Linked DNA regions of Mus musculus: region 2 is linked to region 1. A link is a contact called in public HiChIP or PLAC-seq data. All regions are on one chromosome and are shown on one strand. The core of a region is the stretch at or near the end of the contact, and the rest is flanking DNA. Distances in the headings are between cores, read along the strand shown.

Region 1 (2,986 bases), core at 253-2,752:
ATGAAGACAATACTATGTGCATTATCATTTATCCCCAGAATTCATTGCAAAGGCTGGGTTGTAGAGTGATCTAGTTTGTGAGTGAATGAGTGATCCAAACAAACCTTATGCGTCTGTAAACTTTTAAAAATCACGGTCCTCTTTCACACTTCCATTTCTCTGTACTATTCAGAAAGGATGATTCAAAACCTGACACAGAGAAATCAGGTGAAAGAGAAAGGAATATATACCCCACATGAGCACGTGCACAACTTCATTAGCTAGAAATATAAATGGTTAAAGATCTAAAATCATGAGGAAGCTCTTTTAATGAACTAAATAAGATGAGCCATCACTTTGTGAAGAATGTTCGTGTTGCTGTGAGAGAGTCTTACATTGAAACTTGGGTTTGAGGACTTTCAGTATCGTGCCAACTATCCAATTCCATGACTTCAAAATCTCTGGCTTAAGAGGCACCACCTAAGAGAAAGAAGATGTAACACAAGGGAAGGAGCTCAGCAAAGAAAAGCTTGGAGAAGAAGAGCAAGTGTAACACTGCCTGGAACTTTCTATCTCATCATTTGGGATCTTTGAGGCCAGAGTTGGCAGGCCTCCCAGAGACACCAAAACAAAGCAACTACACAGGACATCACCAAGGACAGGAGACCTAAGCTGGGAAATGGCGAGATGAAAGACCTGTGTCTACAGTCACTGAGGACAGAGCCCAGTGTCCACAGTCACTGAGGACAGAGCCCAGTGTCCACAGTCACTGAGGACAGCACCCAGTGTCGTGAGAAGAGACACGAAAGGCAAGCTTTCTCTTCAGGAATTTTTTTTTCAGTTTATTTAAAGGCACACCTTTGAAATGAGTCCCTGAAGCAGTGAGAAGACACTGCCCTGAGTCCAGACATCTGGGAGTTAACAGCAAGCCTGTGGTGAGTTCTGTGTGGCTGCCTTCTCTATCTTCACTATTCTTAACTCAATGTTGTGTCATCAGTCTGGAATGGACCGTGTCTGCTCAACAAACCCTGCTTCTCTCGCTCGCTCCCTCTCTCTCTTTGTGTTTGCTTATTCACAGTTCAGAAATGGACCAATGACTTTCTTACTCTCTAACCAAGGGAATTAATACTGTGGTGGAAAGAAAAACAATTCCCATTTTGCTTTGAGACAAAGAACCACGTGTTTCTGTTAGAGCACAAAAGATAAAACGGATTTGTACCCTGCAACCTCATCGTGTTCACGAGTGACTCTCTTTGTAACTGCAGAGTGGGGATGGCTTGTGAGGAAGAACATACATTTCTGATTTTGATCAGAGCCCGAAATGTTTAACATTTACAGAGTACTCACTGCTTCAGACAGTGAACTTAGTACTTTGAAGGTCTGTCTTCTGAATTCCAACAGCAGTTTGGACACAGACGCAATTACAGACTTTTTGCCAGGAAAGGGGAAGGGACAGGTTCACTGCTTGACCTCAGGTCTAAACCAATCAGGGGAGGATAGAGAGTTGTACATCCCATGGACATAGCTCAGCAGTGCACAATTACGATATGAAAAACAGTCATCCTTCCCTGTCTTGCTCATTGTGGACAGAAGTATGCCCAGCAAAGAAAACTGCTGCTCATAAATAGTGCACACCATAAACTCTCTATTACTTTAAGAATCGGGACAGTCTGATGGTGTCAGAATTAGTAAATATGTTCATGATACTGGGCACATAATAAGTGCTTAGTAAGTTGGGACTTTAGTCTCCCTATCCTCTTCATTATTGTCACTGACACCATCACCATCATGATTATATTCTGACAAAAACTGGATCTAGGTTAAAGACTACTCCTGGAGCTGATATGGGCACAGGACTCGTGAGGATCAGAGTAGGTCATAGTCAGATACTAGTCACTTTATACAACTCTTTATGCCAAGTTTAATACTATGTTGTCCTGGGACTAGCTCTGTGGGAAGTTATTTTCAATGCACTTGCTTAGGGCTGGTGAAAACAAGCGCCCAACCCCATGACCAGTGTGTTGAGTGCTGTGAAGCCACCACATAACTTGGGTCCCTCTAACACAGCAGCTGACACTAATGTCTGTGGGGAGCATCATTTTGGCCATATCCAAGCCAAGGTCCTCCAGCTATCCATCACTGCCACCTTGCCCAATCAGCTCTCCTACCCTGCCTAACCTATTTTTCAGGTTTGTCTTTCTCCATTCATCAGTGCTTGTCGACTTACTTTGAAGTTGGATAATCTCCACTATCAGATTTCCTCCTGAGTCTCAGCAGAGGCAAGCTATTCAATAACCTGTAAAAACAAACTATTATACTATATGTACTGTGATCTACATTAGATATACAGAAATGAGTAAGATAATATCTCTACGTAGGCAGCTCAGAACATGATGGATCCCAGCTTCAATTTTTCAGCTTCCGTAACATCCCACCAAGACACCAGTTTGTGGTGTATGTACTTCATAGATCTGTCTGTTGGAGCACCTAAATGAATGATCACCATTAGAAGAATTATGACATGCATATTCACTCAGAAATTTTAAACAATTCTATTTAGTGCACAAGTATTTAGAGATGTCATAAAATAAATCCTGAACATGTTATTTTATAGGGAAATCAAACTCAGTGTGGTAGACTACCTGACCAGAGCTATACAGAATTCTAAATCAGAACTGATTCCATGCCCAGCAATCACAGAGGGAGATTCCTTTGTAGAGACATGGCCTCCAGTCTGCAAAAAATCTGTAAGACTCCATTATATTGCTTCCTTTCCAGAACCCATTTTCTGAGCCTTTGTTGGTTGTGGTATTATAAAAGTGCATTGCCACAGTGAACTGCTATCTCCACTTTCAACAAATGCAACATCGAAGGCAATTTAAAATGAAAGCTCAATGAAGAGACCAGAGCAGACAAGCCTGTTGAGCAAGCTCAAATAAGTTCCCTGGAACTAAATGGCTGAGGCTCTTTAGATGTGACTGGTATCCTCCATTGCTGGATGCCATCA
Region 2 (2,986 bases), core at 306-2,805, 490 kb before region 1:
CTTGACCTTGGATAAGCAAAACCATAGTTAAATGTTAAAGATACAGGTCCATTATCTTCACTGTGGTCAGAATGGACACTTTCTATATGCCACGTAAAGAATAAGATGCATTATTGACTTAGGGGCCTCACGACTTTATGAAGTAAGCACGATTATTATACCATATTCAATGAGGGAGCTGAAGCACAGAAATGTTGGGTAACTTTCCAAATGTCACGGGGGGTGGGGTGGGGTGGGGAAGGTGGAAAGGTGCTGGGATAAGAATTCTCACTATCCCAGTGGCTACACTCCAATGCTGGCACGTCCTCAGGTTTCTCTGATTGCCTCTGGAAGGCAGCCATAGTCTCGGTAAGTGCCAATAAGTGACAATTGTTTAAACAAATCATTTTCATGAATTCCCTGACCCATTTAAGCAGTTCTATATTAATCAGCTGCTGTGATGAAAATAGGCACAGGACTGGTGGCCATACTGGTTAATTTCAAGGACAGTTGCTTGCTGCTGGGTCACAGACCACACAGGTGGAACTGCTATGTCCTAGGATGCCTGGATTTAGGGGATCAAGTTTCACTGTTCTGATACAAGGGTCTGACTGTGACGTGTGTAGCTATTAAGAAGGAAAGGTGGAGAAACAGCCTAAGCAAGGACTTGTACCAATTTATTTCAGGGGCACAAATCCACCCTCTTAAAACCTTGAAGTTCTTTCTTCCCCCCACCACCCCCCCACCCCAGCATTCCTCCTCTGCAAGTCAGAGACTGATAAGGAATGAGAACAGAAAGGCACGAGCCTTACTGTCTCAAGTGGCTTATTGGCATCTCTGAAATTTTCACACAGGGTGGCACCCGTTGGAATGGTTTATACCCTTCAGAGCAATAAAAAAAAATTGTATCCCTCCTCCCTACTCGGTGAGGCAGGAAACATACTAAAAATATCTTAAAAGAAATCTCCTTTGCTCACTGTCTCTCTCTGTCTTTGACTCTCTGCCTTTGTCTCTCTCTGTTCCCCTCTCTCTGTTTCTATTTCTCGCTGTGTGTCTCTGTGTCTCTGTGTATCTCTGTCTCCTGTCCCCTTATCTCTTTACTTCCTCTCTGCTCAACCTTCTCCCCTCCCCTCTCAAGCACATAAGGTGTGACCCATTACTGGAGCCCGTAAGATACGAGTACAAGATTGGACTGGAAGATAAAATGGGAAAGGCTGTTGATAAGGGACCTGAGGATCCCAGCTGGGGTGCTAACCCCGCAGTGAAAGACATCTGCCACGGAGACACAACCCTGAGAGTGAACCATTGCTCTTCCATCATCTTGGGCAAAGCTCCTTGGGGATTACGGTTCTGGTGACCTGTTACAAGCCTCAGGATGGCCAGGAGGAATAGATGAGATCACACCCAGCAGACCATCTGTCAAGGCTCAAAAAAAAAAAAAGCAGTATATTCTCTAAGTTTGCTCTTGCCTCATACAAACCAGAAGCTGCCCTTGATCTTTGGACCTCTTCCCAGGCCCAGGAGAGGTAAAACTCTGATATTGCTTTGGGTGTGGCCCCAGCCAGCCTTGTTAATAAACATTCCTTCCTGTTTCTCCACAACGACAGAGGAGGAGGGAAGCAAGGTCCGAGGACAACAGCAGAGGTCATGCCAGGCGCAGAAGCAACCTGAGCTAGAGCTGAGTCACTCCCTGGTTTTTGTTGTTGTTGTTGTTTTGTTTTGCTTTTTCCTATTTGTGTGGTTCATTCTCTGAGACCAATCACCCTGAGATTAGAGATGCTATGAACTGTAACCTGCCTCTTCCTGTAACTTGCAAATGGGTGAGCAATTTCCATTTTTGTCTTCCCTGTTTTACTTTTCTCATAGCACCAAGAACTTAGTCTTCATTTTCCAGGTGAAGTCTCCCACCCCATTTTTAATTCCCACATCAAAGGAACACTGTACTGGTATACTTAACTTTGTGTCTACTTAAATGCCATTTTAACGGGCTGTTCAAACTCTGTGACTACTTCCCTAGGTTTTAGACTAAAGTGGACTACATTATAAATGAGCAGAATGTCATAATATATAACACCAGTGAAGCCTGAGCTCTATATGTGCTTGGCATGCATGAGGTTCAACTTCCAACATACAAAAACCAAATTTAGTCCTCACTGGCAACTGAAAGCCTGCCTCACTATGTGCGCTCCCACCACTGCCTCTCAGAAGTGCTTCGATTACCCACAGTCCTTTGCCAGATGAGACCAGAGTCCTGCGCGCCTGGCTCTTCCTCTCACTGGATCCTATGCCAAAGATGTAAAATTTGGTGTGGATGTTCGAGCCTTAACGCTTCAGAATGTAGACCTGTTAGCAGATGTGCTAGCTGTTACAATGGGGCCAAAGGGAAGAACAGTGATTATTGGACAGAGTTGGGGAAGTCTCAAAGTCACCAAGGATGGAGGTCACTGTTGCAAAGTCAACTGATTAACAGGAGAAATACAAAAGCATGAGAGCTAAATGTTGCCAATAACACAAAGGAAGAGGCTGGGGATGGCACCACCACTGCCACTGTTCTAGCATGTTCTACTGCCAAGAAGGCCTTTGAAAGGATCAGCAAAAAGGCTAATCCAGTGGAGACCCAGAGAGGTGTGATGGTGGCTGTCGATGCTGTAATTGCTAAGCTTAAAAGAACAATCTAAACCTGGGACAACCCCTGAAGGAATTGGTCAGGTTCCTTCCATTTCTGCAAATGGAGACAAGCATTGGCAACATCATTTCTGATGCAATGACAAAGGCTGGAAGAAAGGGTGTCGTCACAGGGAAGGATGGAAAAAAATCCCTGGATGATGAATTAGAAGTTACTGAAATGAAACTTGATAGAGGATATATTTACCCATATTTTATTAATATATCAAAAGGTCAAAATTGTAAATTCCAAAGATGCCTATGTTCTGTTGAGTGAAAAGAAAATTTCTAGTCTCCAGGTTACATTGTGCCTGCTCTTAAAACTGCCAATGCTCATTGGAAG

The links. HiChIP or PLAC-seq counts read pairs in DNA pulled down with a chosen protein or histone mark.
Region 2: a FOXA1 HiChIP or PLAC-seq map of pancreatic cancer cells shows a contact between it and region 1. The contact joins two enhancer-like sites. A contact is called at or near these places in 1 of 15 datasets of contacts at CTCF or cohesin (the NIH/3T3 cell line) and 1 of 115 datasets of contacts at active chromatin or transcription factors (pancreatic cancer cells).

Annotation. Positions count from the first base shown.
Region 1 is chr4:88,948,802-88,951,787 of GRCm38.p6, reverse strand. No RefSeq gene overlaps it. Among named protein-coding and RNA genes, the nearest start is that of Gm34568, 6.1 kb to the left of the region's middle. Within about 2 kb of position 1,502, at least 85 of the 459 cell types and tissues checked have an H3K27ac peak or open chromatin away from gene starts, as enhancers often do. A contact at or near this core is called in pancreatic cancer cells, where this site is marked.
Region 2 is chr4:89,443,845-89,446,830 of GRCm38.p6, reverse strand. All of the region lies in intron 5 of Gm12610 (predicted gene 12610), which reads right to left. It also overlaps the pseudogene Gm12608. Among named protein-coding and RNA genes, the nearest start is that of Cdkn2b, 130 kb to the right of the region's middle. Within about 2 kb of position 1,555, at least 44 of the 459 cell types and tissues checked have an H3K27ac peak or open chromatin away from gene starts, as enhancers often do. A contact at or near this core is called in pancreatic cancer cells, where this site is marked.